2 separate regions of the Mus musculus genome follow, and region 2 is linked to region 1. Evidence: chromatin contacts called from public HiChIP or PLAC-seq data. All regions are on one chromosome and are shown on one strand. Each heading gives the region's core, a stretch centred on a gene start, on an enhancer-like site or on the middle of the called end of the contact. The rest is flanking DNA. Distances are from core to core; before and after follow the strand shown.

Evidence for each region. HiChIP or PLAC-seq counts read pairs in DNA pulled down with a chosen protein or histone mark.
Region 2: a FOXA1 HiChIP or PLAC-seq map of pancreatic cancer cells shows a contact between it and region 1. The contact joins two enhancer-like sites. A contact is called at or near these places in 1 of 39 promoter capture datasets (3T3-L1-derived adipocytes) and 1 of 115 datasets of contacts at active chromatin or transcription factors (pancreatic cancer cells).

Annotation. Positions count from the first base shown.
Region 1 is chr4:81,923,844-81,928,882 of GRCm38.p6, forward strand. No RefSeq gene overlaps it. Among named protein-coding and RNA genes, the nearest start is that of Gm46886, 7.8 kb to the right of the region's middle. Within about 2 kb of position 2,233, at least 69 of the 459 cell types and tissues checked have an H3K27ac peak or open chromatin away from gene starts, as enhancers often do. A contact at or near this core is called in pancreatic cancer cells, where this site is marked.
Region 2 is chr4:82,165,018-82,170,164 of GRCm38.p6, forward strand. No RefSeq gene overlaps it. Among named protein-coding and RNA genes, the nearest start is that of Gm11264, 100 kb to the left of the region's middle. Within about 2 kb of position 1,309, at least 34 of the 459 cell types and tissues checked have an H3K27ac peak or open chromatin away from gene starts, as enhancers often do. A contact at or near this core is called in pancreatic cancer cells, where this site is marked.

The DNA of each region.
Region 1 (5,039 bases), core at 983-3,482:
CAGTGCTCCTCAAAAGTATCAACTCAAGGTATTAAAGAACAAGGAAACTAGAAGTTGTTATCAGAGGACATGACACTACTGCAAGAACATTCATTCCCTAAATGCAAGACAGTATCCTGGTTGAGATCACAGGACAGGAAGAGGACCTTAGGTGGAAACTCAGTGGACTATAGTTTAGAATAAATGTGTGAATTGTGGTGCTGTAGTGATATCCCACACTACTGAGAGGCAGTAATAGGGAACCCGAATAATTTGCAGGAACTTCCCATACAATCATCAGAAGTCTACACAAATCCAATTATGTTTTAAAAGTGAAGCTAAGGAAAGAATACATAGTATATCTCTTCATAGGAATGTATAAACTACAACCATATTTTCAGATTTCAGCCTTCAAGGTAGGAGTCACAGGAATGTTCTAACAAGGGATTGTATAGTGTTCTTTCTCAACTCCTTACGATAAGCTTCCCTGCCTCTAGGGGGTGTTCAGTACTGTCTTACATTGGTAGAATGAGCACCTTCAGATTCTAAGCCCCATTTAATAGTATTAGCTCTTAATTACCTGTGAGTCAATGTAACTTCCACTCCCATTAGCATTCTCAGTGAAGTCTAACATCTGTCAGAATGATTGTTCACTCAATCACAGTATTAAAGCCTTATTCACTATTTAGCATACAGGTGTTTCACCTCCTCCAACAATATAAGGGAAGAGGGCATGATGGGTGCCAGTGGTTTTCCAGGTCAGTCTCTGGACACTGACTACTCTATACTCCTCAGTTATTTTTCGTGTGCTGGCAAATTGATGTTCACTTCTACACTAAGATCTTGCAATTCCCATCCTCTCCAAAGGATGAGAGAAGCCATGTCTCCCCGTATAAATCTTTTGTCCAGTAACTATTGGATCTGGGGCTTCTCTTCCATGGTGATGAAATAAATGTTATTTTATTGAATATCTAAAACCAGAAAGTAGAAAGGAAATCTTATCTATCAAAGCTACCAGCTGAAAACTAGAAATAAGTTATTAAAACATCAATGAGAATTTTTTTCTGTTTGCTTTGTTTGTATGTTTTATAGGATGTAACGCCCTTTCTCCTCTATTGCAAACTCTATACCCAGTCCTTTCTCACATCATTCAGCATGTGTGCATGTGTGTATGTATGTTTTTAATGAAACCACAGTTCACTTACAGTGCTTATTTCTGAGTCATGCAAAAGCCATCGAAGTCCTTTAAGGTCATGTGCTCCTGGAAGCATCAAGAAGAACAAGTTTCCTATACTCCTTAGAGTACTGGACACACTTAAATGCTTAATACACTTCAAATAACAAAATCAGTACACTTCATAAAATAAGCACATAAGATATACAAAGATTTGGCTAGCTTCAGTAAACTATGGGGTCCCTGTATCTCCTATATTTTCTCTTGTGTGTTCTCCAACTGTTGTTTAATGAACCCCATTCAGAGACTTCAGAGGAACGGGCTGTTTTATAAGGCAGTGGATGAATCCCTTTCTTGCCCTTGAACTTGTTAAGCTCTCCAACTTCTACTGCTTTGTCTGGCAGGCTGCTCCCCATCCTAATGACTTTTTGCAAGCAACAGAACCTCCTGGATCCAGCACGCTGCCCTGCCACATCTGCTACTAGGCAAACTTACTTCTGCAGCCAATGACTGGAGGCTTCTTCGCTCACTCTCTGTCTCTTTTTATGAAGTTTCCTGCACATAGCAATAAAAAGAAGGAAGAGGGCATGAAGGGGAGAAAGAGATAATGAAGATAGTGAAGAGGAGAGATGAAGAGAGGGGAGAGGGAGAGATGAAGGGGGAATGGGGAGAAAGAGAAGGAGATGGAGAAAGAGAGAGAGAGAGAGGCTATAAATATGGGCCAGTACCTAATTATAATTCAAGACATCCACAATTTAATAAAAACAAGTCCTCCAGAATGCAGCCATAAGGAAAGAGTTTCCACAATCTGTTCATCTGCATAATTAGTGATTGAGGACCTGGGAACAGTTGGAACATTGCTGAGGAAGGCCCAGGTCACATTATTGATAACATAAATAACAAAGATACAGATTTCCCCAAACTACAAACATCAGAATGTAACTAACAACAACCTAATAGGAGCACAGAAAACAAACAGAAAGCAGATAAACTCTGGAGCCGGGCGGGCACAGACTGCAGTCAAGAACATCACTCATCAGGCTAAACACCCTCAGGTTCCTTAGTCACCTAAAAACACGAGAACAGGAAGTCCTCATTAACAGTGCTTTCTGCAAAGGGTGTGTGACTACAGCTGTGAGTACACACGTTCCTTCGTACAGCAGACACACAGACTTTATGCTTTACACATGGGAATACACTTCATTTTGAAGAAGAAGAAAAAAAAGAGCCTGGCATTGCTAAGCTAGACACTGTTATTTAATATGCTGCCCAGGGAGAGGTGCATTTGAACTCAGCAGACTTCTATATAAAGGACTGTTATGTACCTTGAATAGCTTTAGGATGAATCAACCACTCTTCTCCATTATAAAACTATGCACTTCTTATCTTGAAAAGGGCTCTGAGAGAGAGGAGAGCAGAGTGTGGTCTACTCCGCTATCCATCCACTGCATTTCCACTTCTTCCCTTAGGACTGAGATGCACCGGAGTCAGCAGTATTTGGAATGAGCTAACAAGAGTCAAAGCACACTGAAAAGGAAGAGAAAGGCAAGACTCATTTCAAGTTCTACGTCTCAAGTACAATCATCGGCTTTTGATTCTAGCATAGGGTTTATATATATAAAGACATAATGTATGAATATCTACAAAACAAATATTAGCTACAGAGAGGTCACAGGTCATAGATCCGCTGAGCATGCATGACCTGAGAGTCCCAGAGAACCCACATTAAGACGTGCGTGTGTAAACATAAGCCATAGCCTGCAAATGCCAATGCTTTGTGCCTTCAGACAGAGTGAGCCTTTTGCTGTGTGAACAAAGAACTGTGTGTGAGCCCAAGTAGCATAGGTGCCAGCATAAGAGACAAGGAAAGAATGTGCAGTGTACATACCTCTGTCATGCACGACTGTCCCGAGGGGAAACACATGAATAGTTTCTACTTTTAACAATAGAAATGAAAATAGTCATACTTTTTTTAAAAAGTGCATGTGGCTTTATGCTTTCAGGCTCTGAAAACCACATGCATACCTGTGGTTTTGAAATATCCTTAGGACAGCAGTGGGGACGATCTTGTCTAACTGGATGAATGAGATGAAAGAAAAGCTTGTCCTTTCACTGGGAAATTAAGCCATTCATGTAGAACTGTAATAATTGTACGTTTCCTTATAGGGCAGGAGGCCTTGAAAGCCTAAACTTGCTGTTATTCAAAAAGGGAAAGCTATCAGGAGGCTTTGCACTCTGAATTAAGCAATGCATGGTTAACCTATGAAATACTTCTGTTCCATGAGTTCTTGGCCAGCTTGTTCGACTCACTCTGCTTGCTCCTATGAGCCTTATGTTCTTCTAAGGTCTGGAGTTAATGGGTAAGTAAGGCAGACAAGATATCCCTGCTCCAGGCAACTCAAGAACCTGTGAGAAAGCACTCACAGGCTGGTGCTTCACCAGTCCTGACCTTCTGGAAGTGAAACTGAGGGGCTACGACTCTGAGGTGGTAAAATCCTGCTGTCTCTGGGCAGCTGCTGTTGCCTGGTATTTGCCATTTGGTTCAGCAGCATGTCTGGCAAAGGCCATCAAAGGAGCTCTTGCAGGTGGTGAGAGGTAAAGGCCAGGAAGAGGGTGTCAAAGGGCTGAGTCCTGGTATAACTATGGTGGGATGAGGTTACATGCCACTACTACTCACAAATTGTGTCTGTGACTACCAAAGAAGTTGAATCTAACAGATGGTGCACAGTATACTTTAGAAAACTATGGCCAGGCTATACCTTTAAGTGGGTGACAAAGTTGGATTGAATGTAGCAGTTCCCAGACTCATGGGTTTCATAGGTGGTCACAGTTAAAATACAACAACAGCATGGAAGAGGCCGCCCTCCAGGTGCCAACTTTTAACTTCAAGCAGATACATTTTAAATGCCTAAATATTTTTAAAGTAGGAAGAACATGAAAATCCACAATAGCTGTTTGTAAGGAACTAACAGCATTTATAAGCAACATGCGTTAAACTCTTTTTTGTTGTTGTTTTTGTATTGTTTTTGTTTTTGGAGACAGGGTTTCTCTGTGTAACATTAAACTCTTTTGCAAGGATGGGGCTAAAGTATGCTGAGGTTGACAGTCTCCTTCCCTCCAATTTCAGCAGCTTCCAGTAAAATGCTGCATGGTTCTCTTAAAGTGTGGCTGGATGCTGGACCAAAGTGTCTGAGACCTCTGCATGATTCTTGAAGCACAGCAAATGCCCAGCTCACGATCACAGAAATTACTCTAAAGTTCAATGGTCAAGGTTAGTCAAGTGGTCCCTTCCTGATATGACAAGGTCTGATAAGGTCAACCTACCAAGTGTCAGGAGAGCTGCGGGCGAACAGTACCTATGCGCAAAGCAGCACGGATGGGCACCACAGGTGTAAGTGACTTTGTTTACTTCAGTGTGACTGGGCTTACACCCTTACCCATAAAATGTAAGTCACTATGTGACGAGAGGGTGAGAGACAAACCTTTATGGTAAGATAAAATACTGCCTGAAAACTGAGGAGTGTCTTGTGGGTATATGCAAATTATTACTAGATGGCCAATAATAAAATAATGGCTAGTAATTCTGACCCATGAGGCTAAAAGGGGACAGCCTGAGGACTCTTGTAAACATACTGAAATTCAAAGCCTGCCGGCATAGCAGTCTTCAGTGCTGGGACTGAAGGACAATTTGCTTTAGCTGTCAGCAAAGCAGTGTTTATAACCCACTCCTAATCCCTCCCCACCCCCAGGGATAAGCAGTTCACCCCTAACTCCTCACACAAGCATCTGAAAGGTCTGAGTCATCTCAGGAAAGCCCGACAATGCTCTTTTGAGTCTTTCCTTCTTGCATAAGAAGTACAAAGAAGTTGAGTTTCCTGGGCTGTGG
Region 2 (5,147 bases), core at 59-2,558, 240 kb after region 1:
TTACCTCTTTTGCCTGCACCCCCATGAAGACAAAGGACGGCTAGTGAATCTCATGAGGCCCCTATGATCTTCCACATTTACAGAGCCCCTAGCCCATTAAAGGTTACTTCTTTGCATCTGTCCAATTCTAGTTGGACTGGGATCCTCTGGGAGACTCCACTTACAAGGAGGCCATTCCCATGTTTCCTCATGTTAAAATTCAATGAGTTGTTATGTCTGCACACCAGTTCTTTTTGTCTTGAAAACATTAAAATTATTTTTGCCTCTGAAGGGGTTTGCAGCCCCATAGGAGGAACAACAATATGAATTAACCAGCACCCCCAGAACTCCCTGGGACTAAACCACCAATCAAAGAAAACACATGGTGGGACTCATGGCTCCAACTGCATATGTAGCAGAGGATGGCCTAGTAGGTCATCAATGGGAGCAGAGGCCCTTGGTCCTGTGAAGGTTCTATGCCCCAGTATAGGGGAATGGCAGGGCCAGGAAGTGGGAGTGGGAGGGTTGGGGAGCAGGTGGAGGTGGGGAGGGGATAGGGGATTTTTGGAAGGGAAACTAGGAAAGGGGATAACATTTGAAATGTAAATAAAGAAAATATCTAATTAAAAATAATTATTTTGCTTCTTAGCCTCAATCTTGACTTGGGTGGGGTTGTTTGTTTGTTTGTTTGTTTGTTTGTTTGTTTTATGCTCCAAGCGTGTTATCAACTAGTAAAACTCAAGTTGTTTTTCTTACATCTTACCTTACTTTCAGGACCTCTGTCATGCAGTCATGGTCTAGACACCATTATATGCCTTGTGACAGCACTTCACAGAACACCTGGAAGGCACATACACTGTAGATTTTGGTCTGCAGTTGGTCTGCCTATTTCGAAAATGAATATAACTCACAAAACAACAACAACAAACTGTGTTCAATAACTACTCTCAGTGGTGTGCTCACAGCACTCTAATACAACTTTTCATTCTACCCTCATGTTTATGGCCATCCAATCTGAGGCTGTCTGAAGATAACTGAGAAGGGAACTTGAGACCCTAAAGTTCTCATGGCTCCTGTTAGTGACCAGAACCAACTTCTGTGGACTCATGAACAGTTCGTGAGTCTTTGTGCACACAAAAGAAGCAGCAAAACTGTGTACTAGGAGAAAACTCCATATGCGGATATCGATTGTGATCTTAGAGGCATGTGGCCCAAGAAACAGCAAGTGGGGAGTGGGAAGAAGGTGTGCTCACCTCCTGGCTACACCCCACTTCCTCATTCCTGTCCTTCAGGGACTAACCACTCATCGGCTCAAATATTCTGGGAAATCCCCTCCGGCCCAATAATAGCTTCTAGGGAGTTAGTAATTCTATTGAAATGTACTTGAGCAGGATATCACTGCTTCTTTCGGCATAGAGGTGGAATGCTGAAAATTTTCAGAGGAATGTCTTTGTTTTGAGAACTACCTCCCAATAAATTATTTAAATTAGATCTGAGCATAGCAGATATGAAGGCAAGCAGGAAGAGCTCTTTCAAGTCCTATGCCAAAACAGGATTTATTTTCTTGCATGGAGAAGGGGAGATGAAGGGGAGACACAAGGAAAGGAATGAATTAAATGGTACTCCATAGCTTTAGGATGAAAGACACAGAACACATAAGAAGTACATGGTGGAGATTGGAGGTAATTTTAAGGTGCTTGATGTGGAATGTTAAGCTTAGTTAGTCCCATAGGAAGAAGCCTTTGTGACTATCAACACCCCTGCCATCCTCACTGATGGCATACATATAGTGTATGCTTTGCTTGGTTGTGGCTGGGAGAATGGAACAATAGGTTGAGATTTGCCTTCACTGAGAGTAGAGGGTAAAGCATAGATGGCAAGGCAGACCCCTTTCCTGCTCTGATCTTCAGTTCCTTAGCTCCTGTGAAAGAAGGATCAAACGCTCTCCAGCTAGGTGCAGTCTCCTACAAACTTCACCTCCCTGGCATCTGAGGAAACCACAAAAGAGGGTGTTCTCCATGACTCTCCTTGCACCTGTTTCTCCTGACACAGGGTGTGACACTTGTAAAGAATTCTCAGGCCTTCCACCTGAAATAAGCCATAAAATTCTCATATGACAGACATGTTCCCTATCCTATTCTCCTTTAAGGACAGAATCAGAACAAACAGGCTTTGGAATGTTCCCCCCAGTCTATGACACATGATCCCTGTTTTTTAATCTATCAGATAACATGTCTTTAAGATGCTCTGTTTTCACAAATTCAGCACAAATATGCACCCAACACCCTTATTCTTTGGGTCTTTGTTTCCTGGCAAAAGCTTCTGGTCTATTGATGGTTATAGTAAATAGTCTGTGCCTTGCTCTCAGTAATGAGTCTGTTGTTATAGGGACCTCCCCCTTAGACCCCGAATGGGAAGGAAAGATGTTTACTCTCTACATCACTGCTACTTAACTCTGCATTCCACAAGAACCTTGACTCAGAAAGGATACCTCCTTTGCTCTGAGAGTCATTTGATTTTCAAACCTCTTACACATGTCTGCATTTGAGTTAAGTCATCGCGGGTATGTAAATCTCAGTTAAATCTGAAAGCAGCACTCTAAGTGCATTACTCAGAAAGGCTCTGAGGTCTGCAAGTGTGCAGTGCTGGCAAGCTAATCAAGGGAAGTACCCCAATTTAGGCATTCGCTCTATGGCTCCACGAACTTGCAGCAGAGATCTATTAGAGTTGAGATTTCATTTTCCAAAAGGATTTTTTTTCTTTTGCTTTCCAAAAATATTCATACTAGCATTCCTTTAGAAAACCAACTCATCTAATGCACTCAAAATATGATTTAGTTGGCAAGATTGATTTATAAGTTACTTTTCAGGACCCCATCTATTGACTAACGAGAGGTATCTGCACTATGCAAAGCACTGTACTTAAGTACCTTAAGGAATAATTCTAGTCCATTATTTCTTAGCCCATTTAGAAGGCATTTGTGTTTGTTTTACAGCTCTCCTCGCTATTTGATTTATATTTATGAGACAATAGAAAAAAATATCTGGAGAGGTTTTTTTTTTAACTTAATGAGCAGACGGAACCGCACCGACCACAGGCAATGAGTATTGCATGGCCACCACCCCAGCTTTGTGCTGCCCTCCCCAGCAGAGAGAAATAAAAAGGGCATTTTGTCCCTTGTCTCACTCTTCAGAATGACATCATGCACTGAAGATACCTACTGAACCACTCTGTTGTAAATATAGACTTGTGGTTTGTGTCACTAACATAACTGGTCAGTTACAACATGTTGCATCTTGGTTAACCTTCACTAGTTATTTGTGGGAATATACTAACGACTGACCTACCCTAACTTGTCAAAATAATGAAAGGCGGTGTTGTGCAGCTTTTTCACAGCTCCATGAGAAGATAAACATTGCTGTAAGAATGCTGAGCCGGAGTGTAAATCTCTCCACTCTTCCGAAAGTAAGAGTGGGCTCTAGCACAGGTCACATTTGCTTGCAGTCATCTCTAGATATGCACAAATTTAATTAACTCAGTATAACTAAGCCTGTATCTGCCCTGTTTTGCATGTAAGTACACACACACACACACACACACACACACACACACACACACACACACCAGATCATCAGTTCCTGGGAGATATTCATATCTTTGATTCCACTTAAAAAGAAGTTTCTGGCATGTCTAGATTGGAAACCCATAAGACATAAAACTCATAAGAGCTAAGATGTAAAACCCCCAAGTTGGAAGTGACACTAGAACTTCAGCCCAGAGCCTTCAGTCACCTTTCTAGAAGGCACCTAGGTTTGAATCTTCTGTCCTCAGGTGCTGTGAGAAGCACAGAGAGAATAAATGTTAGCATTGCCTTCTTGTAGCACAAGTGTCCATCCATCTAATGGATGGAAAGCCAAGTCACCCAATGTGGAACCATATTGCTGCAAAGGAGCCTCTTTGGGGAACTATCATTAATGCAGAAAGGAAAACATATAGCTTGGAATCTAGTTTGAAGAGTACCTTCCCTTTTTTAAGCAGCAAAAAGGTTGAGATTTGCTTAAAATTGCACAAGAGAGTCTGCATTTAATGATAGTGCTGGCTACGTTTGGAAAATGAGGGCTATTATTTTTAGGAGAAACTCAGCGAAATGAAATATAGGATATAATCAGTGATGTGAAAGTTTTACAGCTTATTATACTTACACTTATTATAAAACACCTTCACTATTGAAATTCCTAAGCCAAAAATAGAAAGAACTTTGTCATTGTACATCTGAAATATATAATTCTAAATCCCTTCTTTGCCCATTAAAAGAAATTTTGATGATGTATATTTTCCAGAGAGTCTCCTCTTGCTCCCTGCCTGCCCTCACCAAAAAAAAAAAATTAAAATCTGTATTGGAGGATATGATTTGCGTCATTAAAAGTATGACCCTTTTCACTTCAATTAAGAATTGTGATCTGGTATAAGATTGCCCTAGTACATTTGGAGGATAGCTTGTTGAAATTTTAAATTTGTATGCCCTGCCCATATTATATTATATTTATTAAAACACAGCTTAGTGGTGTGGTACTATCCAACTCCAGTAGAAACACCTCTTTTTCTTCTGCTTAATTGAAGGTGTTAACAGCCTAGGTCAATGGCTGGGTTCCTATGGCAAGTCACTGAAGCCAACAGATTTTCTATACTGAAGATTTGGTGTGATCTTGGCTCTATCCGAACCTAAAACTCTTTGGAAACCAACTGAAAATAAAGCTGTCTGTGTAGGAGACTTGAAAGTGTTAATTCTATAGGCTTAAGAAAAGGGAACAGTCCTTGAAGATTGATTGCCTAGGAAAAGAATCCTATCCATGGGGCTTTAATCTTCAGGTCTCAGAGTTCTCAGCTGTCAGGAGAGTGTCGTCCTGTCCTCAGTAGCTATAGCAAGACTTATGTATGTTAATATCTTTCTAAAAATCTGCTTGCTCTCGTACAGAAACTTATCGTAAGACAGTAATTTGGTGTCCTAACTCAGTAGTTCTCCAGCTTGAGCAAATGTCAAAATCACTGGGGCACTATGTGAAAATGCAGATTCCAGGTCCCTTTCATGACTTCAGCTACTACTGCCCTAAGTAGTATTGTTGTTAAAGTGCAAAGTATAATGCCTAAATAAGGAAGTTATGCCCTTC